7 separate regions of the Mus musculus genome follow, and regions 1, 2, 3, 4, 6 and 7 are each linked to region 5. Evidence: chromatin contacts called from public Hi-C, HiChIP or PLAC-seq, Micro-C and promoter capture Hi-C data. All regions are on one chromosome and are shown on one strand. The core of a region is the stretch at or near the end of the contact, and the rest is flanking DNA. Distances in the headings are between cores, read along the strand shown.

What was found. Promoter capture Hi-C pulls out the DNA fragments that hold promoters and counts their contacts. Hi-C and Micro-C count contacts between places; a contact is called where the count stands out from the background. HiChIP or PLAC-seq counts read pairs in DNA pulled down with a chosen protein or histone mark.
Region 1: a Hi-C map of uterus shows a contact between it and region 5, with 4 times the contacts expected there. The contact joins the enhancer-like site here to the promoter of Dach1 in region 5. A contact is called at or near these places in 10 of 39 promoter capture datasets (the 3T3-L1 cell line, the HPC-7 cell line, embryonic stem cells and 5 more), 2 of 484 Hi-C or Micro-C datasets (the HPC-7 cell line and uterus) and 9 of 115 datasets of contacts at active chromatin or transcription factors (bone marrow-derived macrophages, embryonic forebrain, embryonic hindbrain and 5 more).
Region 2: a promoter capture Hi-C map of second pharyngeal arch cranial neural crest shows a contact between it and region 5, with 4 times the contacts expected there. The contact joins the enhancer-like site here to the promoter of Dach1 in region 5. A contact is called at or near these places in 7 of 39 promoter capture datasets (the 3T3-L1 cell line, embryonic stem cells, hippocampal neurons and 3 more) and 3 of 115 datasets of contacts at active chromatin or transcription factors (embryonic forebrain, embryonic hindbrain and embryonic midbrain).
Region 3: a contact with region 5 is called in an H3K4me3 HiChIP or PLAC-seq map of embryonic limb bud, with 5 times the contacts expected there. The contact joins the enhancer-like site here to the promoter of Dach1 in region 5. A contact is called at or near these places in 7 of 39 promoter capture datasets (the 3T3-L1 cell line, the C10 cell line, HPC-7-derived erythroid cells and 2 more) and 10 of 115 datasets of contacts at active chromatin or transcription factors (bone marrow-derived macrophages, a colorectal cancer cell line, embryonic forebrain and 6 more).
Region 4: a contact with region 5 is called in a Micro-C map of embryonic stem cells, with 7 times the contacts expected there. The contact joins the promoter of Pibf1 here to the promoter of Dach1 in region 5. A contact is called at or near these places in 3 of 39 promoter capture datasets (the HPC-7 cell line, hematopoietic stem and progenitor cells and hippocampal neurons), 3 of 484 Hi-C or Micro-C datasets (embryonic stem cells and hematopoietic stem and progenitor cells), 1 of 115 datasets of contacts at active chromatin or transcription factors (embryonic stem cells) and 1 of 9 other capture datasets (adipose tissue).
Region 6: a contact with region 5 is called in an H3K27ac HiChIP or PLAC-seq map of embryonic stem cells, with 4 times the contacts expected there. The contact joins the enhancer-like site here to the promoter of Dach1 in region 5. A contact is called at or near these places in 6 of 39 promoter capture datasets (cranial neural crest, frontonasal cranial neural crest, hippocampal neurons and 3 more), 13 of 484 Hi-C or Micro-C datasets (the AML12 cell line, the HPC-7 cell line, brain and 9 more), 16 of 115 datasets of contacts at active chromatin or transcription factors (bone marrow-derived macrophages, craniofacial prominence, differentiating embryonic stem cells and 10 more) and 3 of 9 other capture datasets (embryonic stem cells, embryonic tail and embryonic trunk).
Region 7: a Hi-C map of hematopoietic stem and progenitor cells shows a contact between it and region 5, with 4 times the contacts expected there. The contact joins the promoter of Bora here to the promoter of Dach1 in region 5. A contact is called at or near these places in 13 of 39 promoter capture datasets (the 3T3-L1 cell line, the HPC-7 cell line, cranial neural crest and 6 more), 8 of 484 Hi-C or Micro-C datasets (LSK cells, embryonic stem cells, erythroblasts and 4 more), 14 of 115 datasets of contacts at active chromatin or transcription factors (acute myeloid leukemia, astrocytes, bone marrow-derived macrophages and 10 more) and 3 of 9 other capture datasets (adipose tissue, embryonic tail and macrophages).

Annotation. Positions count from the first base shown.
Region 1 is chr14:98,861,446-98,865,139 of GRCm38.p6, reverse strand. It overlaps Gm46478 (a long non-coding RNA gene), which reads left to right. Exons shown (of 3, transcript XR_001781409.1): 3 at 1,141-3,484. Among named protein-coding and RNA genes, the nearest start is that of Gm46478, 10 kb to the left of the region's middle. Within about 2 kb of position 1,274, at least 10 of the 459 cell types and tissues checked have an H3K27ac peak or open chromatin away from gene starts, as enhancers often do. A contact at or near this core is called in liver and uterus, where this site is marked.
Region 2 is chr14:97,510,051-97,513,519 of GRCm38.p6, reverse strand. No RefSeq gene overlaps it. Among named protein-coding and RNA genes, the nearest start is that of Gm23276, 180 kb to the right of the region's middle. Within about 2 kb of position 2,024, at least 6 of the 459 cell types and tissues checked have an H3K27ac peak or open chromatin away from gene starts, as enhancers often do. A contact at or near this core is called in second pharyngeal arch cranial neural crest, where this site is marked.
Region 3 is chr14:98,969,805-98,973,768 of GRCm38.p6, reverse strand. No RefSeq gene overlaps it. Among named protein-coding and RNA genes, the nearest start is that of Gm41228, 67 kb to the right of the region's middle. Within about 2 kb of position 1,623, at least 12 of the 459 cell types and tissues checked have an H3K27ac peak or open chromatin away from gene starts, as enhancers often do. A contact at or near this core is called in embryonic limb bud, where this site is marked.
Region 4 is chr14:99,097,742-99,101,499 of GRCm38.p6, reverse strand. Pibf1 (progesterone immunomodulatory binding factor 1) reads right to left here and starts at 2,076. Exons shown (of 18, transcript NM_029320.3): 1 at 1,371-2,076; 2 at 199-471. The coding sequence starts at 450. It overlaps Dis3 (DIS3 homolog, exosome endoribonuclease and 3'-5' exoribonuclease), which reads left to right and starts at 1,730. Exons shown (of 21, transcript NM_028315.2): 1 at 1,730-2,054; 2 at 2,660-2,817; 3 at 3,722-3,758. The coding sequence starts at 1,827.
Region 5 is chr14:98,167,577-98,171,064 of GRCm38.p6, reverse strand. Dach1 (dachshund family transcription factor 1) reads left to right here and starts at 1,300. Exons shown (of 12, transcript NM_007826.3): 1 at 1,300-2,582. The coding sequence starts at 1,756. Gm33583 (a long non-coding RNA gene) reads right to left here and starts at 1,161. Exons shown (of 2, transcript XR_003951195.1): 1 at 1,099-1,161.
Region 6 is chr14:97,542,982-97,546,486 of GRCm38.p6, reverse strand. No RefSeq gene overlaps it. Among named protein-coding and RNA genes, the nearest start is that of Gm23276, 210 kb to the right of the region's middle. Within about 2 kb of position 1,591, at least 15 of the 459 cell types and tissues checked have an H3K27ac peak or open chromatin away from gene starts, as enhancers often do. A contact at or near this core is called in differentiating embryonic stem cells, embryonic stem cells and stem cell-derived epiblast-like cells, where this site is marked.
Region 7 is chr14:99,044,566-99,048,465 of GRCm38.p6, reverse strand. Bora (bora, aurora kinase A activator) reads right to left here and starts at 2,089. Exons shown (of 12, transcript NM_175265.5): 1 at 1,786-2,089; 2 at 998-1,165. The coding sequence starts at 1,150. Mzt1 (mitotic spindle organizing protein 1) reads left to right here and starts at 2,330. Exons shown (of 3, transcript NM_175245.4): 1 at 2,330-2,472. The coding sequence starts at 2,403.

The DNA.
Region 1 (3,694 bases), core at 25-2,524, 690 kb before region 5:
TGAGTGCTGGGATTAAAGGCGTGCGCCACCCCGTCCGGCGTGATTTTTTTTTTTTTTTTTATTTTTGTGAGTAGACCTCGGAATTTATGAGCGAATTGTATTCAAGTCGAGCTTAAAGGGAAACACATGAATTCAAATATCTTTTCTACAGACCACACTATGTGCACATTTTATACACAGGATAAGATACACACTTATACACACTGACAGGATGTAGGTAAACACGTGTTCCTTTGCTATGTCCTGGACACTATGACTCTGCTTGCTCTCTTGCCCTTCTTACCTACTGTTCCACTCAATTGTTAGCTCTCTAGAACTGTTTTAACTAATTTGAGACTTTATTATGAGCTCATATGACCCTGATCAGGAGCTATAAAACCTGCTTGTTGACTCTCTTTGATTTTGCTCTAGGCAATCGGCTTCTTCAAGATAGGGTTGTATCTTAATTAGGAACTTGGTATAGAGCAGAGTTGACCCATGACTGTCACTCTCCAAGTGACATGGAGTGCAGACAGCACTTTGCAGAAGACATTATTGGTGCCCCCAGTTCACCTTTGAGCTGCAACTGTTACCTCTCCTGAGTATAGATTGCAAGGTACAACGCAGTAGATGCACAAAAGAAAGTCAGAGTAAGGTCTCTAGGGACTGTCTAACAAACAGTTGTTGGATAACTTAGAACTGGATCTGTGGAGATTACTGTGAGATAGAGTTTTAAATGTTGTCCCTGAGTTTTGAGAGACGGGCAAGAGCCTCAGTCAGGCAGAATAGCTTCAGGTAGCGATTTCTCTGTGCTGTGTTGAGCACTTACAATTTTGTCATGATTATTCTATCCCCTTTTAAGTCTTCTACTGGGCAAGTGGGGCCATTAATCTTGAACTCCCAGGCTCTTGCAATCTGATGGCCACCAGCCATTGCGCTGTGTGGTTTTTCCCATTTCAACACTCTGAGGCCGTTTCTGGCACTTGTATAACATTTACAGAGAAATAGTTAAAATTTAACTGATATTTGGGGAAACCTCTTGTTAGCAAGGGTTGTTTATGCAAAAACTCTATCTCATAACGAATCTCCAGCCTTTTTGAAGACTAAGAACTTAAAAGCGAGCACTTGAGCTGAATTCATATGTCTCTGTCTTTGTTTTAGCTGATCTTGGCGAATACCTCACAAACAACCCGAGACGGAAATGAAGTTCCACTCGGAAGGCAGTCACAATTCAGCGATCTTATCCCAGGCATGCCTCCTCTTGGCGTCTATGCCACAGACTCTGGGAAGCAGTTTACACATTTACTCCTGTGCTTTTTAAGGAGCTTTTATGATCTGCCAAGTGGACAAATGTCAACAGGCTTTAAGGATCGGTTTACCAGGATTTCTGTCTCTTGTGAACAGATTACTGTAGCTTCGAATAAAGCACGCGTAAGCAAGCCCCAGGGTCTTGAAGGAAAATGCAGTACCCACCAGACTGGTTTGAGCAGGAGTTCTAGCACAGGTGCCTCCTGTCACCGTAATTCCTGAAAAGCTAACACTTTCCTGCCATTCAAATGTTATGGAAAGGTCCCCACAGCGCCTTTCTGTACTGCCTGTGTGCAGGCAGGTAAGAAGGGGGCTAGGTATTAGCACTCATGGGCTTGTGGCTCTTGTAGGTATAGTGGTTCCCATATGTTCCTGCTATGCTTTCTGGTGGACTTGTAAATGGCACTGATCCTGGAGACCTTGAACTTGTCAGTCTAGTCTCAGGACGGCATCAATTCTCCGAACCAAGTAGCAGAAGTGGAGTTATCAACGGCTAGTGGGAATTGGGCTGAACATCTCTGTAAAGCCTCTAGATTTCCAGCTTGCTCTTCTTTGTAAGAAGAAAAACAATGTCACATCATGACAAGTGTGTCATTTCGTTTCTATGTTGTGGAAGTCCGTGAGCTTCGAGTCTGGTCCTTCTTGATTTTACTCTTCAAGTGATGAGAGAGAAGATGGGCTCTCTTTCTTCTTCTGCCTTTTCTCACAACGATACTCCTGACTCAGCCACTAGAATAGGGACCAGACACCCATTCCTATTTGGAAGAATGGACAAAGAAGAAACCAAAGGGACTCAGGCTCACCCTGCCTCTGCCCAGAGCTACCATTAGAACTAGCAGGCAGATTGTCTCTGTGTCTGTTTATCAGCCCAGGACTATTGGGATTACCAGGCTAGTTCAACTATTTATTCTCTTCCCAGCATTGAGTGCTGGGTTAAAATGTGCCCAGAAACCCACAGCTCTCTATGTGGGTTCAGCTTCACCCATCTATGTAATGTAGCTTTGTGTCCATAATTACATCTTCTATGCTCTCGCTTTCTAATTTTAAAGAAATAACGCAATTTCTGTTTAGAAACAGAGTACAAATGTGAAAAGAGTCCCCTTCCTAAGTTTGTTAGAAAGGTGCATTTAGAAGCATACAAAAACCTCACCCAGAACCTAGAACACAGGCTTCCCACTCATAAAACCCCTGCAGGCTCCTTTCCCATCTGAGGGAACACAGGATAGCAGTTCCTGCCTGTGTGGGCCGCTGACAACTCCCACTGACTCTTTCAAAGCACATTCTAAACCCTGCTGGACTTGCCCCAGACATATGACATGGCTGATCAGGCTGAACTGTAGCTTTCAGCTCTGCCTTCAATCGGTTCCCCTGTGTAGACATTCTGTGTGATACCAACCCTCCACTTAAGGGAGAAAGAGGCTGTTTGGGCATGGGTATTATTTCCTTAAATGCAGAATAGAACGGCAGCAGCAGGATATTTCAGTGAAATATCTCCTTTGAACTGTCCTATTCATTTGCTCTTTTATGAATTCACAGCTAGGGGTTTCCAGCGGATCCATTTGATTGCTCTCATGTACAGAGTGTAGAGACAGCAAAGAGGGGATTCCTGTAGATTCTTAACTTATTAACAAAGGCTGCTATGACTGTGGCAAGCCCCCAAACTGACAGCCAGTTTCAGTCCTTTGTAGGGGTTAAGAGAGGTGGACAAGCTGGGAGAGAGGAGTAGGAAGTTTTAATAGAGACACCGAATCTGCAGAGCGAAGGATCAGGAAGCACTAGGGGGAAGAGAGGCATCACTCAGAGACTGGAAGACCTTGGCTCATCCTGCAGATCCCTGTTAGAGTGAATGCTCTGAGTTCTGAGAATCCGCTGCTTCTCTTATGCCCCGAGTCCAAGCTTCAGGATACCTCAGGCTTGGGGTGGTCAACTCTGTGCTTGTGAGCATACCTCATAACTTACTTTGTGGTTATTTTAATTTGTTAAAAGGCCACACATGACAATACTGATGCCTATACATCAGCAGGATTGTTTTGAGGTTGTCCCTTCTAAATGGAGGGCTGTAAAATAAACAATGCCCTTATCAACACTTGTTTTCAGTGGGAATCTCTAATAGGATATTCTTAATTTCACATGGTGGGGGATTTTGGAGATAGAAATGAAAAAACAACAAAAAAGCCTGGAGAGATGGCTCAGCAGTTAAGAGAACTGACTGCTCTTCTAGAGGTCCTGAGTTCTAATCCCAGTAACAACGTGGCAGCTCACAACCATCTGTAATGAGATCTGATGCCTTCTTATGGTGTGTCTGAAGACAGCTACATTGTACTCATACATTAAATAAATAATTCTTTAAAAAAATGAAAAAAATTGTGTGTGTTTATGTGTACATAACATAGAGGTTGACATAACA
Region 2 (3,469 bases), core at 775-3,274, 660 kb after region 5:
TTGGATGGATCACATGGCCCCCAATGAAGGAGCTAGAGAAAGTACCAAAGAAGCTAAAGGGATCTGCAACCCTATAGGTGGAACAACATTATGAACTAACCAGTACCCCGGAGCTCTTGACTCTAGCTGCATATGCATCAAAAGATGGCCTAGTCGGCCATCACTGGAAAGAGAGGCCCATTGGACACGCAAACTTTATATGCCCCAGTACAGGGGAACGCCAGGGCCATAAAAGGGGAGTGGGTGGGTAGGGGAGAGGGGGTGGGTGGCTATGGGGGACTTTTGGTATACCATTGCAAATGTAAATGAGCGAAATACCTAATAAAAAATGGAAAAAAAAATGACAGGGGAAATAAAAAGAAAATGGAAATATGTGGAGAGATGGGTATACCGTGGGATAAACTGTGACATACTACAGCTTCCACGATGAGATATATTTTTATGTATTTCTTTGTTTTGTATACTTTTTTTTAAAATTTTCATTTTATGGGGAGGTTCCAAATGTCGAGGACAGACGTGAGGTGACAGGGAGATGGGTGGGACTGGGGTACATGATGTGAAACTCAGAAAGAATCAATAAAAAATTGAAAAAAAATGTCTAGCACTTGAATTTAAATTATATTGTGAAAATAAAACTCCTATAACTATGATATTAAATATAAAGTTAGTGCTTTAAATATCAAATGAAAAATTTCTCTTTTTATAAAGTGGAATATTTAATGAATCTCCAAAGAATCATAGGATTCACCACAAAGGAAAAATATAGTTACTCTAGGAAAAAAAAATGGAAACCCCTTGAACTAAAGGGTTAAATATGGCATCAGTAATATCAAGAAAACTCAACATCAGGTGTGATACATTTTACCATGTACATGTGACTTTTCTGCCTATATACGTTATAATTTATCCTAATTACTAAAATAATTCATAAATTATTCTAATTACAAAAAAATAACAAACCTCTGCACAATCCATTGCATGAAATGACTGGCTGAAATCTTCAAAAGTTTCAAAATCATGAAACTTTATGGTTACCATGAAGCCATGTCCAGATTTAAGGAAAGTACAAAACTTGACAATGAAGTGCACTGCCAGATGCTGTGTTAGAAACACATCTGGAGAAAAGAATGATAGTAAAACAATCAGTAAGATCACATTTTTATGTGGAATGCAGGTTATAAAAGAATTTTACCAAATTGTATATCCCAATTTTATAAATGATATATAGGCTTAAAAATATATCCTTTGTATTAGAAAATTAACATGCTAAATTTAATGCTTTTTAAAAAACTATACAGATAAATAGTACTGAATGACTTAGCTAAAATATATACAAAATGGAAGACAAAACTTTAAAATACTTGTAGGACATTTTCTCAAATTTGTGATTATATGAAAAAGAATGATACTCCCAAATAAAAATTATGTTTAAGAAACATTCATTTTTATCATTCAGGTACTATTAAAGCATTATCAGGAAAAGTGTTAAAATATTGAGAAACCACTGAATGTTTAATTAACTCACTTCATTTTATTTTCAGAAAAAATATGTGGTTTGAAGATAATGGTTCAAATATTAAAGAATTGGAGTATAATTTTACTTGCTTCTAAAAGACAGGTAAGAATATTTTACAAGCTTTGTTTGTGATATTTTCTCTTTTACTTATTTTGTTTCAAAGAGCAAATAACTAGCTTCCTAGTAAATTAGTTATGAGTCAAGGTGAATTCAAACCAGATGTTTTGAGAGTTTAATTCCACCTCTAAATTTCTGCTAGAGAATATCTAAGATCTAATGATCAGCCAAAAATGTCCATTCAAGACTAAGCATTCATGGGTCAGTCTCTAAGCTAAGTGTTTATTTTCTAACTGCTTTTCAGGGAAGTTTGGTTAAAAGACTTGGCACACGGCTCTTCAGTTTAATTTTCAGCCTGACAGAAATGCTGGCCTCAGTGTGTGTATGTGTGTAATTTAGTTGCTGTGCTCCTGGAAGTCTATGGAAGATTAATGAATGGTGAGGCTCAGTGGCAGTTGTGAGGGGATGCAGGATAGAAGAAACCAGCCACCATCTGTTCAGAATGTCTTTTGTAGTGCTTTTAAGGAAAACAGTTATCAGCAGGAGACAAAGGCAAACAATGGCTTTAAATATTAATGTTTCTGTTGTTGCAAATACTGCAATTGTATGCCTGGAATTTTAACACATAAGTATCCATATATAACATTGCAAATCTCATTGTATATTCGAACCAATTTTCCAAAACAGGATGTTGCAATAATTTTATTATCTTGCTAATATTTTCTCCTAAGAAAAATATTCAAGATATAATATATGGTAAACTTAGAAAACTCAGCAAGTAATCTATTTCTTTAGTAGGAAACTCCATTATCATAATCATGTTTACCACAGTCTGAAACAATTTGTACAATAATCATTAATTACACTTTCATATTCCATTATTTCACATTTGAATTCAATTATTTACAAAAGTTATATTCTGTAATTGAATGGTATCTGTTATTGAAACTCATTCAGAAAAAAAAATCTACACTATAACTTTAATGAAAAAGAAATCACCCAAAGACTTTGAGAAATGATTCTGCAACCATGATTCTGAACTTGGATCTGATATACTGAATTTCTCATTAATTCCCAAGGATTGCTGATGATATTGACTACCAGACTCCAGTTTAGTTCATAATCATGGAGCCCCATTCTTATGTTCCCTTTGATGTAAATAAGAAGTGGAGGGAATCAACTATAAATGTTAAAGATATGATTACTACTTGACTTTAGTTTTCTACTTAGTTCTTTGCAAGAGTCTCAAGAATGCAATTACCATGGCTGTACATCACAATATGTTTGCCTGTTTTTGTCCCAAGGCCAATGAGTATTAATTTAGCATATATCTGGTGAGGAGATTTTTTTTTCATCTCATATATAAAATGTACTCATGGTCTATGTCCCTGGATTTCCACTTTGTATTCGTGTAAAATGAAGCAAGAATTTCAGGATGCCTGCCTATAAGAAGACATGGTTAGAGGATTAATAATAAAGTTAGCTTGATAATATTCAATTCATGTGCACATGTTCTGGGAAATTTAACTTCATATCAACTAATCAAAACACAAATGAAAATAAAACATTAATTTTTCAATGAAAATAAAACACTAATTTTCCTCTTATTTTTTGTTTTTGCAGTAACATAATGAATGTTACTTGAAGGCCCTGCATTAAATGCCATTGAACAGTGGGGCCCATCGTTTAATAATTGTGGAGGAGCTATAATTCTAATAAATGTGGGTTAACGGCCAGTCATACTGCCCACCATATCAAGAATGCATTCATCAGATTATATCTCCAAAGGCAAAGGAAATGTGCAACAATAAGGAAAACAGGAAGACCAAAGCACACACAATACTTTAAAAGATTACAAGATAATCTCTGGAAGTATTTCTCACCATTTCTTCTGTT
Region 3 (3,964 bases), core at 374-2,873, 800 kb before region 5:
AGCTCTTAGCTTTAGAGGACTTAGTACTCGGAATTTTGTATTGCTCACCTCTTGGGTAATAGATAGAGAAGTAATATTCAAAGATCATATAGTATAGAAATCATTTGGCAATTGAGTAAAAGTTTATTAATTTAGAATACATAAGAGAACAGCAAATCTGTCTTAATGAATAGCTGCAACACAGACGCTTCCAGCTGAAATGCAGTTTTAATGTCTCACAGACAGCATTTATAATAAACTAAGCCACAAACAGATGATTTATAAAATCATGTAAGTTAATGAAAATATGTCTTTAATGTACTATATAGTAATGAACCAAAATACATCTTTCCATAACTTCTGAAGTACATTAAAAGAACCGTACCGTTTACGCACTTTCAGTTTACAGGAGCTACTGCTAATATGCACAGACAAAGAAACTATTTCATTAATTTTGCTAAATTAGAATCACATGATTCTCATTAGAAGGTCACAAATAACAAGGACATAGGATTATACTATTTAAGCAGCTTTTTGGTTACACAAAAGATATTAAGTTGTGATTCATTTTGAGAAATCACAGGATACCCCTTTTCTCATTAAAATGACTTTGAAATAAGAAAAAAGGATTATTAAAATTGACGGATAAGCTGAGACTGCAGGCGACAGCACAGGCACTCATTTCACCATTTTGGAGTATACTAGTGATTAATGTTGGAAAAGTACATGGATTCCAAGCTTTTCATGTAAAACTTGAATAATTACTATTTCTCAACCTGTCTATAACACTGTACACACATTGCCTACTGCTGTAACTGTGGATGCTCTCTTAGTGAGCTTCAGAACAAATATTGCTGTCCAGAGTCTAGTAGTACCAGAAAGTGGAGGCAGGAGCTGATGCAGAGGCCATGGAGAAGTGCTGCCAACTGACTTGCTTCCTCTGGCTTGCTTAGAACCCAGGACTTCCAGCCTAGGAATGGCACCACCCACAATGGGCTGGGCCCTCCCTTATTGATCACTAATTGAGAAAATGCCCAACAGCTGGGGCATCTCACAGGGGTGGGGGTGGGGCATTTCCACAACCGAGGCCTCTTTCTCTGTGATGATTCCAGCTGTGTCAAGCTGACACACAAATCCAGCTGGTACAGTGTAATTCTTCTAGGATATTAAACAGTCTATAGACTAGTCATTGCAAGTGCTGTGAACTGTTGAGTCCCACGCAACTGAAAGCTTCTATTGTTTTAACTGACAAAAAAGAAAAGAAAGAAGCAACTTCATTTGGCTTAATCTAATGCTTCACCAGAAATCATGAATTTGTCTTCTGCACAGAATTCGGGTCAGCTCGCTAACTTGAAATCCCCAAAGGTAGAGTCAAAGTGAATTTCTATCCATTATTTTAATGGGACAGACACAGCAGTGCTGCCTCTGTAGTTCACCAAGGCAGCATCCCAATTACAGCCGTAAACGGTGTACAGTATTAAGGAAACAAGGATGAAGTCGTAGCAATGTTTCACACTTCATATTTGCTCCTGGTAATCCTCTGACCTCCCTTACATTAATACTGAGTTGAGGTAGGAGGGACTCTGTCAGGCAGGCTCACTCCTCTGCTCCACAAAAGCAAGGGAGTGTTAATCAGCTGTGGGCGGGGTGGGTCTCAGGGCAAGCCTTCGATGGCCAGTCAGAGCTCATCTAGAAAGAAAGCCCAGGCAGTTCCAGCCGGATTCCTTTTAATGTCACAGTTCATTTGCAGAACCATAACTGGAATCAAGAATTAAAAAGCCTTGTATAAAAGTCAGTAACATTAAACCTTTAAGACTCATGTTTCATGTGTCATAAAAAGTCTATGAAAGGATTTTATATTCTGTACAGTGTTTTAGCACTTTCAATCACTTTTTTTTCCAACATAACTTTTGTGAACACTTTTATAGCCTCTAAATGAAAAACTAAACTACGTGTCATTCAAAAAAAAAAAAACGTTTTATGGATCACAGAATTTAATAAAAGTTCTGCACCATAACAAGTGCCTGATAAACCTTTATTAAAATTCATTAAAAACATTGAAAAATATTTTAACAGAAATTAGACCTCATGTTTGGTAAACAGGCAAATCAGTCATCAAAGAAGTGTACTTGTTTATCACATATGCAGATTCTGTGGAGGTGAAGAAAGGAATTCAGGAATAAATCTGCAGCTCAACGCTAGGAAAGTATTTCTTTGTGTTTGATGAGACTAATCTGCTTAGTTTCTGGTTTGCAAAAATCTTTAATAAGTATGAAATACATAGTAGAGTTCATATGGATGCAAAATATATAGAAAATATTTTTGAAAATATATAATATTTTAGTGTTTAGTAAAATTAGTGTTTCCTTATATTGTAACTCACTAGAGCAACTGTCCTCCTACTGTAGTTCTTAGGGTCTGGAAAACAGGGAAAGATTTTTCTAGCATAATTAGGAATTAAGGGGGCTGGAAAGATGGCTCAATGGTTAAGAACACCGACTGTTCTTCTGAAGGTCCTGAGTTCAAATCCCAGCAACCATGTGGTTGCTTACAACCATCTGTAATGAGATCTGACACCCTTTTCTGGAGTGTCTGAAGACAGCTACAGTGTACTTACATATAATAAATAAGTAAATCTTTTTAAAAGAAGGAATTAAGGCTCCTAACTATATTTTCTTTTTACATTTATAGAGTAAGATATATTTAAAGGCTGTAGAACATTGACAAATCATAAATTTATTTTATATGTACGTATTTATATTGTACATATTTTTATATGTATGTATTTTACATGTATTTTATATGTACCTTTTCTAATAGTGATGCAAATACAGAAAATACTCAAGAATCTACAGAACAAGTAAGTATATATATTCAAACATATACTACATTGACTTAATTCCAGACATGCAGATATTGGTATCTTTAAATATACTCCTACAGTGACTTAATTCCAGACATGCAGATATTGGTATGTTTAAACATACCCCTACATGAACTTCCTTCCAGACATGCAGATATTGGTAAATTTATGCACATAAGAGAAAATTTTGTAGTTTTTTGGGGGTGAGTTATTTGTTATCTTTGCAGTCACAATGTTTTCAAGGTGTGCACATGATTGCTCTATAGATCAGAAAACCTCTAAGTGGGAGATAACCTTAGATTTCATCCATACTAGTTCCACAGATAACCATGGATTTCTATCTTAGCTCCTGCCAACACAGTGAACATGCACGTCTGAACACAGCTCTCTGCTGTGGCTCTGTTTGTGGGGCCCTTCATTCTAGACACAAACATGTCTAGTTAAAATTCCTATGACTAAACCCTTACCCGATTAAAGAATTGGTATGGCTAAGAGTTTAGTTAGCAGATGGTAGATGAATTGCCACATTTTGTAGATGTTAGGTAATTATTCTCAGGCTCTGGACAAGACTAAAGACTTCTGTTAATAACAGGTATTCATAATTTCTTTGTTTTATTAAATGCAACCTAGCTTACATTAATAGTTCTTCCAATAGTTTTTAGTACACTCTTGTAGCATCTTTTTAATAGCAGGGGGGCATATGTCAGGGGAAAAAAAGACGTAGAAAAGGGGGAAAACAGAGTGATTCATCTAGTTTATTTGTTTAAGAAGATGAAATAAGTTTTTAATGGATTATTTGTGGAGAAAACACTCAAAGTTCACAATGATTTCAGGTAACGTAAACCTAACCCATTTCTGCAATATGTGCAAAGCGACTGTGCTAATGTCTGTTGTCTTGACAGCAGCCATAATTTATGCTTGCAATTATAGCATTTTTTCAGCTGTAAACTCATATTGTTTCCTTACAGTCATGAAGTCACTGTGCAGCAATGTCATTGTCACAAAGTGATGGGACATAATGAGGACATGATTGGAAAAAAAAAATCCTGGGCAGAGAATCATAGTATATTTAAAGGAGATCAGGAGAAAGTCTGAACAACTATATATAGACACATAAAGATA
Region 4 (3,758 bases), core at 827-3,326, 930 kb before region 5:
TTTGAGACAGAAAAATCACATAGTCTGGCTATCCTAGACCTCCCCATGTAAATCAGGATGGCCTAGAATTCAGAGCAATGGGCCTGCCTCTGCTTCCAAGGGCTGGGATTAAAGGCATGTGCAGCCGCACCCGGCCTATACACCAACTTATCTTTCCTTTTCAGTTTCAAGAGAATAACAGTTTGCATCTGACCTTACCTTTGTAAGATAATCCATTTTCAAGTTGTCGATCATCATGTTTTTCTGGGATAGCTCGATTTTCAGTAACTGAATATTATGAAGTATCTCTTTTCTTTCGATTAACTGCCTGGTGATTTTGACTTTACCTTCTCGCTCCTCTGATGATGAGACATCATCTGTATGAATGGTTGTTTCCAAACTAATATCTTCAGACTCCAGAGAACTAGAGATATTTACTTTTTTTGGTTCCTTGGCAATTTTGCGAGACATTTTATTATTTGAATCAATCTTCTGTAGAATAAAAAGAAATAAAGTTAAATATACAAAAAAAAAAAAACCTACTACAGGGCATACAGAGCATTAAAGAGACACCAAGGATCGCCTAGATCATTAGGTATTGGAAGGTCCCAAATGTAAGCCAGATTAGTGTTCAAATCAAACAGACTCACTAAATCCTATCATGAACTCACCCATTGTCCTGTGTGTGTGTGTGTGTCTCGGGGCAAGAATCTTACTTGAAGGTAACAGATAAATAAAGTCATGTAAAATAGAAAGGATAGCCCTATAATACTAAGTTTCAAACTCAAGGAGAGGTTGATTTTTGTCACTGAAGGTCCTCACAGAAGTAGTATTGAAATCTGGACACAGAGAGAAAAATGTTGGTATGTCGGTGGAGGGTTTATAAAGCAAGACTTACATGCCAGGTTTAGTTTTACAGTTAAGGCATCACCGAAAAATTTGAAAACAGGCTCAGAGTGCGACAAAAGCATTTTTAAATAACTTGAAAAACCTAAAGAGGTTAGAAGGGTACAAACTCGAATATTCTGAATAGCACATTTTAGCCTTCACAAGGCTTTTTGTAACTCCCTTGTTTAAATACGACACGATTTAGTAAAATAGTTATAGAACTAGCTATTTCAGTTTCTCTAAGAGGAACGCTAAAGAAGGAGGTCTGTGTGGTGGGGGGGAACAGGAAGAGCTTCAGTACAATCCGCCTCTTTCCTTTTTAAAGGGAAAGGATTGGGGGGGAAAAAAAGTAAAATAAGAAAACAAATCCTTGCGTGAGTTACCAAGGACCAGGGACCGGCTTCTCCCTCTTTGATTAAGAAATCCGTACATTCTAAACTTCCTACATTTTAGCATCTCTGCGCCGCGTGAGAAAGAAAGGGAAAAGGATTCCTGGAAGCTACCTCTCAATGGTCAGTAACTCCGCATATAAGGATAACACCAGCTTCACCCGGACTCTTGGAAGAACCAATGGCGTCTTCAGTCAGCAGCTCAGGCTGCCACCCCTCAACAGGTATCTCGGGGCTACCGGACCGTTAGGATCGGTCACCAAGACAACCACACGCCGTGCCCCAGAAGAAGTCGGAAGAACCTGGGGTGCGCAGGTACCCAAGCTCACTCCTTCCCGGAAGCCAGTCGGAAGCGGTGCAGGCTGGGAGCTGTAGTCCAGAGGAAAGCCCCGCCCACCGGCGGGAGGAAACAACCAACACTCGCCCAATCACCGCGACCGTCGGGGAACGAACGCGCCTTCGTGTTTTCTCGCGAGAGTGACCTCACCAGCCAGCGGGCAAAAGCGGGAATGCGCGTGGCCGCGCCTCGGTTTCTTAGCTGACGGCCGGGATCCCACGCCGCGAGGCGAGATGCTCAGGTCCAAGACGTTCTTGAAGAAGACCCGCGCGGGCGGCGTGGTGAAGATCGTGCGCGAGCACTACCTGCGGGATGACATCGGCTGCGGCGCGCCGGCTTGCTCGGCCTGCGGCGGGGCGCACGCGGGCCCGGCCCTGGAGCTGCAGCCCCGGGACCAGGCGAGCAGCCTCTGCCCGTGGCCGCACTACCTTCTGCCGGACACCAATGTGCTGCTGCACCAGGTGCGTGGACGCGGGGCCGCGTGGTGACGAGGGGGCGTGGCAGACAGGGACGCTGGGGACCGGGGAGGCGGGTCTTGGGATGTTGGATGGAGAGAGGCAAGTACCGTGGCTACCCTCGCTCGCATCCTGCCATCCAGGCTGAGGTACCGTTCCCTGATGTCACTTTATTTATTTATATATATATATTTTTTTTCGGTTCTTGGAGTCTTATTTTTAGACACGTTACATTTTCTAACCCCTGGTGTCTCTTCTACTTTAGATTATAAGTGCCTGGAAGCCGGGGACCTGGGCTTCTGTGGCCTCCAGATTGCGACCCCCAGGCAGCTTGTAAGTGCCTACGAACAAAAAATTGTGTGGGCCAGCATAATTTACTTATTAATAGCTCTGGTATTGCAAACTCTGTGGTCCGATTATGGGTGCTTGTCATCGTCTCAGGCCTACAGGGTCCCCCCTTAGTGACTTTGTCAAGTTTTTTCTGCAGCCAAGTACCACTTTGGCCTAACGGAGAGTCAGTGTTTTAAACTGTCACAAGAATTCAGGCTGGGCAGAGAGTTCAAGGTAGAACTGAAAACGGGGGAGTTAACATTTGGCTTTGGTTTTTTAAGATTGATGTCCTCGAACACCCGGCCATCAGAAATGTCATTGTGCTACAAACAGTGATGCAAGAAGTGAGAAACCGGAGCGCCCCCATCTACAAGCGAATCAGGGATGTGACCAATAACCAGGAAAAGCATTTCTATACCTTCACTAATGAGCACCATAAGTAAGTATCACAAAACCACAGGGCTACCTAAATTTAACAGACTTCTTGGAAAGGAATTTATCAAACACAGGCTGTAGCTTCCTGTGCTGCTTGGTGGTTACCTGGTTGTGTGGAAGACAGTGCTACCTACATAGGCTCATCTAAGGTCGCAGTGTTAGTGAGGTCACACCCTAAACCAGGATCTAGCCGCTAAAGTCGTCCTTTTACTTCTGAAATGCTCCCTTTAAGTTGTCTATTGAGTTGAATGGTTGATTCTTTGGCGATAAGAACCATCTACACTCCTGTAATCCCATATTATGTGAGTGACAAATATATAGGAGAAAAATGTGGGAGTTTGTGATTAATAAGCTTTATCTTACATCTGATTTATTGAAATTAAATTTCTAAACATAATGAGCTGCCTGTTATATTAAACAGTAGATAATATGTATCTATGATGCTTAAAGTCACTTTCTCAGCTTTGACATTATTAACATTTTGAACTGAGTATTTTGTTGTATGAAATTTTCTTATGCATCGTAGGTGCTTTGCAACCTGCTTATGCCAAGTATGTGCAAATAGCACTCTCCTGTCAGTTCCAAGTTTCCTGAACCGGAATGTTCAGGAACATGGAACTTGGAACTAAGTTCCGCAGGAACTAAATGCACACACACACACACATACACACACACACACACACACACACAGACACACAAACATACACACTCCTAGAGAGGAGGAGGAGGGGGTGGGGGAGAGAGACAGACAAGACAGACAGATAGATAGATAGTCAGTGTGTCCACCTGTGGGCTGCTCATTCATTGTGCCTCCTTAAACTCCAGTGGCTGTGGAACATTTATGTCCCAGAAGTTTTGACCCCACTGGCTAGCTTTTGTTTTGTGTTTCCTGTCGCTTTTACATTTAGAGAAACCTACATCGAGCAAGAGCAGGGAGAGAATGCC
Region 5 (3,488 bases), core at 51-2,550:
TCAAATTCTATGCTGGTCAAACATCCCGGAAAAAACATCGCTGTGCAACAAGTTAGAGAAGACAGGAGGAGAAAATGAGTGTCTTACTCCCCTCATGCAGCCCCAAACCACTATTCCCTTCTGCCTTCTGTGTTTACAAGTCAACCAGGAGGCTTAGTTTCTATTTCATTCTTTACAAACACATTCTCACTGAGAAAGCAAAAACGAAGTTCCCAAAACATAGCAGGACTTTCCAAATATGAAAGGAACCCAATAATTATTGTGTGACTTAAATAACACACTTTCGACTCTCCTCGGGTACTGAAGGAGAAATGAGAGTTGATTACTGTGCAAGACCAGGTGAATTAATTAGAGTTTTGGGTAAGAAACATCAGTGTGTTTTTGTATTCTACTTTCTAATCTTCAAGGACAGCTGATCTCTTTAGAAATTTCTAGATAAAGAAGTCATCCCTGACCAATCTCTGGAGGTGAAAGGGAAGTTGTTTTAATCCACTGTATCCCTGTCTACTAGGATCAGGAGCACCCATTATTCTTAAGTGACTTTCTTCCCGCAGCTTGAAAACTCTTCTTTATCTTTATATAAACATTTTTGATATAGAAAAAAAACCCGTCAGATACACAAAATAGTCCACACTGCTTACATGTGAATTTTCCTATAATAATAATAATAATAATAATAATAATAATAATAATAATAATAATAATAATAATAATTGCCCAACAGTCATGAGCTGGGGATGTTTCCTTTTGTAACTGCTTGCACAAATGCCCCGCGCGCGCGTGTGTGTGTGTGTGTGTGTGTGTGTGTGTGAACCTAAATCCTTGAAGGTGAGCTGGCAGCGGCACCGCCGCTCTTTCAGTCATGAGGCGTTTGCTCAGAACCTTTTTGGGGTGGGTGGGTGGGTGGGAGCTAAGAGTCTTCTCCTTCAAAGCCACAGAGGAGGTGGCAGGGGATGTAACGGTAGCAGCGCGAGAGAAGTAGATGACCAGCTTTCTCTCCCTCTCTCTGAGCACCACTCTTGGGCCCCGGCTTTTCTAGGGCTTTCCTCCCACCCTTTTCCTCCGTACCCTCCCCCCCCACTCCCGTTTTCTACCCACCCCCTTTCCTCGGTCTCGCGCTCTTGGAGTCTGTGCTCCGAGTTCCTGGTTGGATAATTTGGGTTAATACTAGTGAGTGAGGTTTTCGCGGCTTCAAAGGGTATTTCAAGTATCCGGAGCTCCTCCCCTCCGCACCGTGTGACAACAACAACTCGTCCAGCCGGCAGCCTGCACTTTCAGCTCATTTTCTCTCTGTCATTCCCCTCTCAATCTTTGATCAATGTACTTGCCAGGGAGAACCCAAGTCCCTCAACCCTCCTCCTTTTCACCTTCATCCTTAACTTTGTGCTAGAGCGGGACCCACACACCACCAGCCGACCCTCCCCGCCCCACCCCCGCCTCTCCCCCCCCAAGAGCAGCCCGCGATCCCAGCCCCGAGAGAGGACTCGCATTTCGACTTGCGGGACACTTTTGTGCGTTTCTCTCTCGAGCGCCTCTCGCGCTCGCCCCTCCTGCGCTCGCTCTTTCTTAACCTCACCTCCTTTTTCTCCTCTTCTCTCCCTCTCTCCAACTAAGGTTCCTTCCTAGAGTGCTTGTTGTCTCTGCCCCCCCCCCCACCTCGATCCTTGTCCCCCTTTCTCCCCCTTCCCCTTTGGGGGGTGTGTGGCAACTTTTCCCCCTCGCTTCTCCTCCTTCTGTTTCCCCTTATATGTGACCATGGCAGTGCCGGCGGCTTTGATCCCTCCGACCCAGCTGGTCCCCCCTCAACCCCCGATCTCTACTTCTGCTTCCTCCTCGGGCACCACCACCTCCACCTCCTCGGCGACCTCGTCTCCGGCTCCATCCATCGGACCCCCGGCGTCGTCTGGGCCAACTCTGTTCCGGCCGGAGCCCATTGCCTCTTCTGCTTCTTCTTCAGCCGCGGCCACAGTCACCTCTCCTGGTGGCGGCGGCGGCGGCAGCGGAGGCGGCGGTGGCAGCGGCGGCAACGGAGGCGGCGGCGGGAGCAACTGCAACCCCAGCCTGGCGGCCGGGAGCAGCGGCGGCGGCGTTAGCGCTGGCGGCGGCGGCGCCTCCAGCACCCCCATCACCGCGAGCACCGGCAGCAGCAGCAGTAGCAGCAGCAGCAGCAGCAGTAGCAGCAGCAGCAGCAGTAGCAGCAGCAGCAGCAGTAGCAGCAGCAGCTGCGGCCCCCTCCCTGGGAAACCCGTGTACTCAACCCCGTCCCCAGTGGAAAACACCCCCCAGAATAATGAGTGCAAAATGGTGGATCTGAGAGGGGCCAAAGTGGCTTCCTTTACGGTGGAGGGCTGCGAGCTGATCTGCCTGCCCCAGGCTTTCGACCTGTTCCTGAAGCACTTGGTGGGGGGCTTGCACACCGTCTACACCAAGCTGAAGCGGTTGGAGATCACGCCGGTGGTGTGCAATGTGGAACAGGTTCGCATCCTGAGGGGACTGGGGGCCATCCAGCCCGGAGTGAACCGCTGCAAACTCATCTCCAGGAAGGACTTCGAGACCCTCTACAATGACTGCACCAACGCCAGGTAAAGAGCGGAGGGGAAACCTTCTGTCGCCCTGGTCCTTTCCCACCCTCCTCCTCGCCCTTCCCCTGCTCCCTTCCCGGCGCCGCCCGCTCAGCGCGTCCGCGAGCTGCGCGCCCTGGCGAGCACGGCCCTCTCCTGTCGGTCCCCGGGGCTAGTCTCCTTCGCCCGACCTCCTGGGCAAGTTCGCACTGCTCGCGGCCTGATCCGTGCCGGCCGGGTGTTCCTGATGCTTCCTAGGGCATTCGGGCTAGGCTGCCGCTGAGCTTGGGATGCAGAGTGGGGAACCAGAGGAAGGTGCCTTCCCAGGAGTCACAGCCCCTTCCCGGGCGCGCTGGTGACCTGCACCCGTTCCGGACACTACTGCCTGAGTGTGCACTCCTGGGACCTGGGTTCCTCCAAGAAGCCTCTGGGCACCTCTGGGATAGGAGGGAGGTCGTGACCCTGATCCTGCAGGGCTCCGAAGCTGAGGGATGCGCTCTGGGATAGGGGGGCTCCTCTAGTAAGAAAAGAGGGTGGGCTGGCAGCTGAGAGCGGCGCTGAGAAGTCAGCACCGGAACAGTACCGGGCGCTGAGAGGAGCAGGGGTAATCTGAGAGTTCAACCAAAGAGTTCAGCCCCACATCCCAGAGGGAAGCCTGTGTAGGGGAGGGGTTTGTGTGTGCGCGGATGTGTGTGTTTGTGTCTCCCTATCTGTGTGTGTGTGTGTGTGTGTGTGTGTGCGTGTGTGTACGCGCGCGCGCGCACGCGCTCGTGAAAAGAAAAAAAGAAGTACGTTTGCCCCGGGGCAAATGCGAGGGCACAAACACGTTTTGTTCTTTAGGAGATGACCTGGTGCCCCAGACTCTTGGAAGCTGAATTGGAGAGGTGGGGAAGAAAAGAAAGGGACTTGCTCGCCCTCTTTTCAAAG
Region 6 (3,505 bases), core at 342-2,841, 620 kb after region 5:
ACCCCTGCTGTGTAACCTCTTTGGTACAAGAAGTACGTTTTAAGCTAACAAAGGAGCAAAATGCACACCAACCCAGTCACAGATCCTTTGAATTACAATGGTGTTCTTCCTGCTTGATATTCTAGTGCAATGGAGGCACAGTTTGTGCGAGTAACCGAGCAATATCTGATTTGACTGAAGGCCCACTCCCCTACATGGAACCCTTACCCGGCACTGCTTATGTGTCCAAGAACCTGAGTCTAGATAGCCCAGGGAACTAGGAAAAAACAAATACTACTCTTCTAAGACAAAGTTGAAACTACAACAAAACAAAAATTGTAGCAATAAAATCATTGTTAGTTATGTTCTGCTATAGTCATAGATCAGTGTCTTGTTCAGTCATAATCAGAGAAGTTTCCTCCTTCAGCAAGTGGGAACAAATGCAGAAACCCATAACTACATATCATTTAGAGTAAGAAACCTTGAAATACCAAGTTTTAAAAGGCATGTCTACTTGTCTTCATTAGATTTCCTTTTGCTATGAATAACTTAATTAATCTGTTCTGAACTCCCAGTGATTGTACTTCTTGCCTCATGCCAGAGTGAATGAAACCACACACACACACACACACACACACACACACACACACACACCTTTATATTTTGATATGCTTTGACTAGCTCAATAGCAGGATACTTCCAAACCTCCCCGTGGCTAGCACACTTTCCCCCCTCCAGTATTCCTGAGTACCGGGTACTTTCTAAATCTTCATTTTATCTTTGCTGCCCTGTTTCCTTCTGGGCAGCCTTCCCATGGAGCTGCTTTTCCATTGCACCTATACTGCTGGATGATCCCTCTCCTGCAGCTCTTAAATCTGATCTCTCTATTTCCGCATCATGGAAATTCTGTTGCTTCTCACCTCTGCCTTTCTTGCCTGGGAATCCTAAAAGTCCCACCTCTTTCATCCTGCCCAGCCATTGGCCACTGGCTCTTTATTGTTTAATCAAAAACCAATTGGGAACAGGGACCCTCAGCCTCTGGACTTGAAGATTTCCCGAGTAATTTCAGGAGCTGGATTAAGAGAAATCATTAGAACCAATCCCCAACACCAAAGAAACTTTTTTTTTTTTTTTTTTTTTGAGATAGGGTTTCTCTGTGTAGCCCTGGCTGTCCTGGAACTCACTCTGTAGACCAGGCTGGCCTCAAACTCAGAAATCCACCTGCCTCTGCCTCCCAAGTGCTAGGATTAAAGGCATGAGCCACCATGCCTGGCCCCAAAGAAACTCTAATAAAGGGAAACATTTAATTGGTGCTAGCGTATAGTAGGAAGAATGGCACCATCCATGCAGACATGGTGCTGGAGAAGGAACTGAGAGCTCTACATCTTGATCAGCAGGCAGCTGAAGGGGACTGTATGTCACACTGGGCATACCTTGAGTAGAGGAATCTTTAGACCCTGTCTTCACAGTTACACATTTCCTCTTAAAAGGCCACACCTACGACAACAGGATGAATTTACCAAACTGCCACTCCCTATGTGCCAAACTGTTGCGGATTGCTGTTTGTATTTTGATGTTAATTCTGCTCCCAAAAAAGGCATGCCCTGACAAGGAGTAGATCAAGTTCTCAGGTGATTTCCCTTGTAATCTTAATTGATCAAATAAAGGGTAGAGTCTGTGAATGGGCAGTGGAAGATAAAAAAAAAGCAAGTAGCTAGGGATTTCATAGTTGGGCAATAGAGTAGTGTAGTGGCATATCTGCCCAATCTAGGCATGCAAATTGTAAATATATTAACTGAGTTGTGGGTTCTTTGCACGGGCATATTGGGGTGGAAGATTTACCAGTATAAATCTGGCTGGTATAAATATAAATGTTTAGTGTTTTCCTTCCATGGGGCTCAAGGGAGTCACCACGGGAGATGGCCTGACGAATGGGGGAGAGAGCTTTAAGCTTTCCAGGAAAAACTGGTTTGGTCAGCTCAGCAAGTCAGCCTAGGGAGTCAGGGCCAGCAGACTGCTTAGAGATAGCCATGGGGGATGGGTGAGAGCACCCTTGCTGGCACATAGCTGGATTTAGCATGAGCTTTTAAAATTACACGCTACATCAAGCTGATGGTCCATGTCCACTCTGCTGCTGGACATGATCTCTAGAGAAGGCTGAATGTGGGGAATTTGAATGTGCTTAACCCACGCTGCCCGGGGGGCCCGGGCAGGTGCCTTGCTATAGGGAAGCACCAAGACACTGCTCTGGGTGGGAAAGGGCAGTCCAAGATATGAGAAAGCTGGAGCTGGCTTGGGGGTTCCCAGGGCTGTGGGGTTCTTAGACTCATACATCCAGACACTCCTGGGAGTCGAGGAAGAGCTGAGAATGGAGTTCGGGGCAGATGGATGGAGACAGCTGCTAGCATAAGTCCGGGAAGGAAAAGGGGTCCTCTGGCTTGTCCCAGAGGTGATTGTCCTTAGCTTGGTGGAGGCAGGCTTGATGGCAATTGTGACTGGGAATGTAGAGAGGCCTTCTACTGGAGAATTAGACTGTGGCTCAGTAGGTGAATGCCTTCTTGATGAAAAAGACAGTCCATGGTTGTAAACAGTCCATGGTAAAAGAATGGAAACACAACATACCAAACCCACTTCTCAGGGTAGACCTAAGAATAAATACCTTTTACAGGGAGGAATGTCCAGGAAGAGAAGCTTGTTGCCCAATCCCTCTGGGCCTCTAGGTATCTCATTAGCTTGGAGAATTCTGGTTTGGGCCTACTTGATCAGAGAACACGTTTCTTTATAAGAGGAGTGTAGAAAGTGTTCCGGGCCTAGAGTCTGGCAGGGAGCTGGGAGTCACCTAAGCCCCAGATGTTTGCTCAACAAGTCTCCAGGTTTTGACCTGCTGTACCTTACCAAATTTCCTGGCATGGTTTCACCCTCCAACACCACACATTCAAACACAGGAGTTTATGGAACTCATACTATTTAAACCACTACATTCTACCACTTACCCTGCCCCAACCCGTAGGACCTAAACAACAGGGTTCTCGAGAGAAGGGAGCTGCAAATCAAATTTGGGATCAGGAGCCTTGAAGGAAGGAGACAAGACAAAAATTCCGGTTCAAGTCTCATTTACTCTTGGGAAATGGAGGGTTTTTAAAGATGAAAACCACAGTGGTATTTGCTCAGGTACATAGGCCAAAACAGTGGTGCTAGGCAACACATTAACATCAAAGGAATGTCCCCATTGTAAAAGGTCTGCAAAGGAGTGTCCCCATTGTAAAAGAAAAGGAATGCCCTCATTGTAAAATGTCCCCTGTCAATTACAGAAGGGGAGCAAGATAGTGGAAGAAGCAAAAGAGTGTTAGATGATGGCCCAGGGACAAAACAAAGGCTGAGATTCCAGGGGCTTCCAGGCCACAACATTACCTTTCCCAGGCTTGTAGCTGTAACGTAACACAATGTACATTTCATCCAATTTCAAAAGTCCCCATAGTCTATAAGTCTCAATTTTGTTCAAAAGCCCAATGCCTCTTCTGAGACT
Region 7 (3,900 bases), core at 840-3,339, 880 kb before region 5:
TACAGACCCCAGGACTACCAGCCTGTCAATGGGACCATCCACAATACACTGTGCCCGCCTATACTAAGTTTTAATCAAGAAAATGTCCAACAGGTTTGGCTGAAATGCAATCTAATGGGCGCATCTTCTCAACGGAGTCTGAGACTTGAGCTTAAAGTCAAGCTGACATCAAAGCAGCCAACGCACCTTGCTTTACAGCTTTTCTAGGAAAGTGTGCTTAACAAATCAAAAGAGCCTTGCCAGTGTAGCAAAGTAAAAACAAGCAACCCTGATTTCCTGAAGAACACACTTCCTATGTTCCCTCCTTCTGGTTAATATTATTCATAGCACATGCGTTACAATTTTTTTTCTTCCGGTTTTTCGAGACAGGGTTTCTCTGTGTGGCCCTGGCTGTCCTGGAACTCACTTTTTGTAGACCAGGCTGGCCTTGAACTCAGAAATCCGCCTGCCTCTGCCTCCCGAGTGCTGGGATTAAAGGAGTGTGCCACCACACCCGGCTACGCATTACAATTTCAAAATTGCTCATTTTGCTGAGTTTTTTTTTTTTTTTTTTCCAACAGTGCAGGACTTTGCTCCCTTTTATAATAACCACAAGCTTTATTAGGGCTGAACGTTTTCAAATGGCTGGGCAAAAGGAAACAAAGGTATCACTATTTTATGACAGAAAAATAATAAGAAATTCACATTTCTGTGTCCATAATTCGTTACTAGAGCGTGGCATGTTTGTCTCCATATTGGTCTTGGCTGCTGTCTTTGGTCTGAGGTATATATGAGTAGCTCAGCTGTGACCAGCTAACTTGTAAAGCCTGTGTGCTGTTTCTGTGCTGGTGTGGGCAGTTCCTGGATGTCGACCTCCTGCATAAGAGCGCTCAGATCATGTCTGCTCAAAGAACCATTACAAGATTAGGTGCCATCTTCTTCTTGTATTTACACTTAAAATTATTTGTAGTTACTTTCACTTAAAATCACTTGTAAACACTAGGCAAGAGAAACTTACTGGTAGTTTTGTGGACTTAAAGATAGAAGGACTAGCAAGGGTTTGTTCATGGAGATTAGAATAATCACTGGGACTTTCAAAGGGATTTAAAACAGGGATCCTTCCTGGAGTTTCTGGTGTTATTTGCATTTTTAATTCGCTGACATCTCCCATAGCCCAGGAAGCAAACTAGAAAGAAATCAAAAGTACACATATTAAAATTACTGAATATCATAGATATTAATCCCGACAAAATACATTCAACATCTCACTCCAAATCGAATCCTCTTGGGGTTAAGTTTCTATGGTTTACAAAGGAGAATCAGCCCTGCACGTTTTCTCAGATGATCCGGAGCCGAGCCTTGGGAGCTGGGGAAGGTACGGCAATGCTCCTATCACTTTTTCAGAGGAAGCAACGCATGCACGGAAGTTATGCGGCATATATGAAGCAGCCAACCGGTTATGAGTGGGCTCTGGTCCAATCTGATTACACCAAAAATAAGTGCCTTTCCAACCAAACGACTTCTATTTATCGTTTTCCTTATTCATCATCTCAAGACAAAACCGTACGAACACCGTCCGGATACCCAAGTAATTCCACACAGAACTGCAATTTTTACTACTGGCACGTTAGTCCTCACTTGAACAGGGTGAGTGACAGGCTGGACCCAGGTGGGGATTTAAACTACTTTTCCTAAAGAGCACTCCCCCTCCGGGATCCAAAGGCACGCTGCATTCCTTCCAAAGAGGGTTACAGCCAGAAGGGAGATGGGGGCGGGGGTGAAGAAGAAGAAAAGAAAAGAATTTACTTTTGTAAGATCAAAGTTGAGCGGGCTCCCTCGGAAACAGCAGAGACGTCACTTCCAGCGACCATTCAGTGTCCAGGCGCCCTCTCTCTCTGCTCCCCTTCACACCTAGGCGAGCTCACAGGTACGTCTGGGGCCAGGAAACCAGAGCGGTCCACCTCGAAGCAGGAGTCCAGGCCTGGGGCCACGGAGAACGTACCTACACTCGTGGGCAACGTGGAAGTTCTAGCATCACCCTGCAGATGCCCACGCCAGGCGCCGACTCTTTAACTCCCTCCGTGCTCTCCGGCCAACCAGGGCGCGGGGCGGGGAGAGGTCACCGGCCAATCGCGTCCCACCGCCGTCCGCGAACCAGCCAATGGCGTCGAGGCGGCCGGGTGAATTCGAACGCTAACTCCTCGCTCTACGTTCCGCGCAAGGGAACGAGGCTCCAAATTCAAATCAACGCGGTCCGGCGTCGGCGCTCGGCGCTCGGCGCGAGGGGGCGTGGCCCGGGCGGCGGGGGCGTGGCCTGGGCGGTGCGAGCGCCGCCGCGCGGTGTGTGGGCGGGGCCGAGCGGCGGCGGGCGCTCCAGTTCCGGGTCAGGCCTTCTCCCACCGGGGCGGGGGCCTCTCCTCTCCATGGCGAGCGGTAGCGGCCCGGGCGCGGCGGCCTCGGCCAACCTGAACGCGGTGAGGGAGACCATGGACGGTGAGTGCGCGTCGTTCTCGTCTGACCGGGCCTGCGCTTCCCGGCGCCGAGCCCCCGGATGGAGGCGTCGTAGAGGGCCCCACGGTCCCCGCGTCGGCCTCGGCGGTATCCTGCGAGGGGACGGGGAAGGGGACCCGCCGCGACCTCGAAGCTGGCGGCCCCAGAGCTCCGGTCTTCCGCTGCGGCGGAGTTTGGCGCGCGCGGGGCGTTCCAGGCCTCGCGACCGCTGCCTGCGAGCCCATCCTGGGGCCACGCGACCCGCCAAGTGTCTGGCGCCTGCTCGTGTCTGGCGCGTGCTCGTGGCCTGGGGACCCGGGGCGAAAGGGGTCGTGGACCTTTTTGTCCACGCGGTGAGCTCAGTTCCGGGGCCCAGGCGTTTCAGTAACGGGTTATTTGTTTCCAGTGATTGAGCACCACTCCCCGTCACCATCTCCCACTCCTTAGATCGGGCGACACGGGTGACCGCGGTTGTGGGTGTGTCCGCGCCCGCTGCCTGATAGGTAGAGCGCACCCAGAGGTACAGAAATAAGTCTCAGAGTTCCCTTCTCTCTGCTATGGTTCTGCAGCTTTGTCCCTCTCGGACCCAACACTTAGAAAGTAACTATTATTCGTAAACAATAAAATAAAGTTGTAGCTCCGGGTATTTAAAATAAGACAGCCAGGTAAAGTGTGTGTCAAGTGATCGGTTTTATTTGCTTTTTCTTTTGCGTTAGCAAGCATCTTTCTTTGTCTTAATTTTACACGTTTCCATCTACGTGTGGTTCTACATGTCTGTTTTGGCAGTGGCTTTGATGGTTTCCAGAGGTTACCCCCTCAACATCTTTCTCAAAAGATAACCTTACGCTTTGCAGTGGTTTTCCCCACCTAATTGTTTGCCACATTGTTCTTTTTCTGTCTCCAGCCTGTCTTTTTTTTTTTTCTTTTTTCTTTCATCTTAGATGTTCCACGGCTTATTGTTTTGTAAAAATAAATGTATGTACACAAGGGTACCGTTGTGGTTTTTAGGTTGTGTTGTTCTGAGATAAGACTCTTGCCTGTGTAGCCTAGAGTGACCTCAAGTTCCTGAGCTTCTCTTTTTGCCTCTGGAGCGTCCATGGGGTGCTGGGTGCACCAGTGTGTGTTGTGAGTAGTGTCTGAAGAGAACTGGTTAAGTTGGTGGGCCTGCTGTGAGGGCTAAGGCTTTGCATCCCAACCTTTTGTGAGAGAACGTGTTGTAAAGTAAAAAGTACACAGTATAAAAACATTTAAGAAGTTTGTTTGCTTTTTTAACGAAGTAAGAGTATGTGTGAGGTTTTAGCCCATTTAAGTCATTGTAAAAGAACCAGCATGAAATTTTCAGTTTGGATCTTCCTTTGATAGCAGTTTTTCTTGAAGCTCAAATTTTTTTCTCCTTATCATTTTGCTCATTTCAGGTTACTAACAGTGACT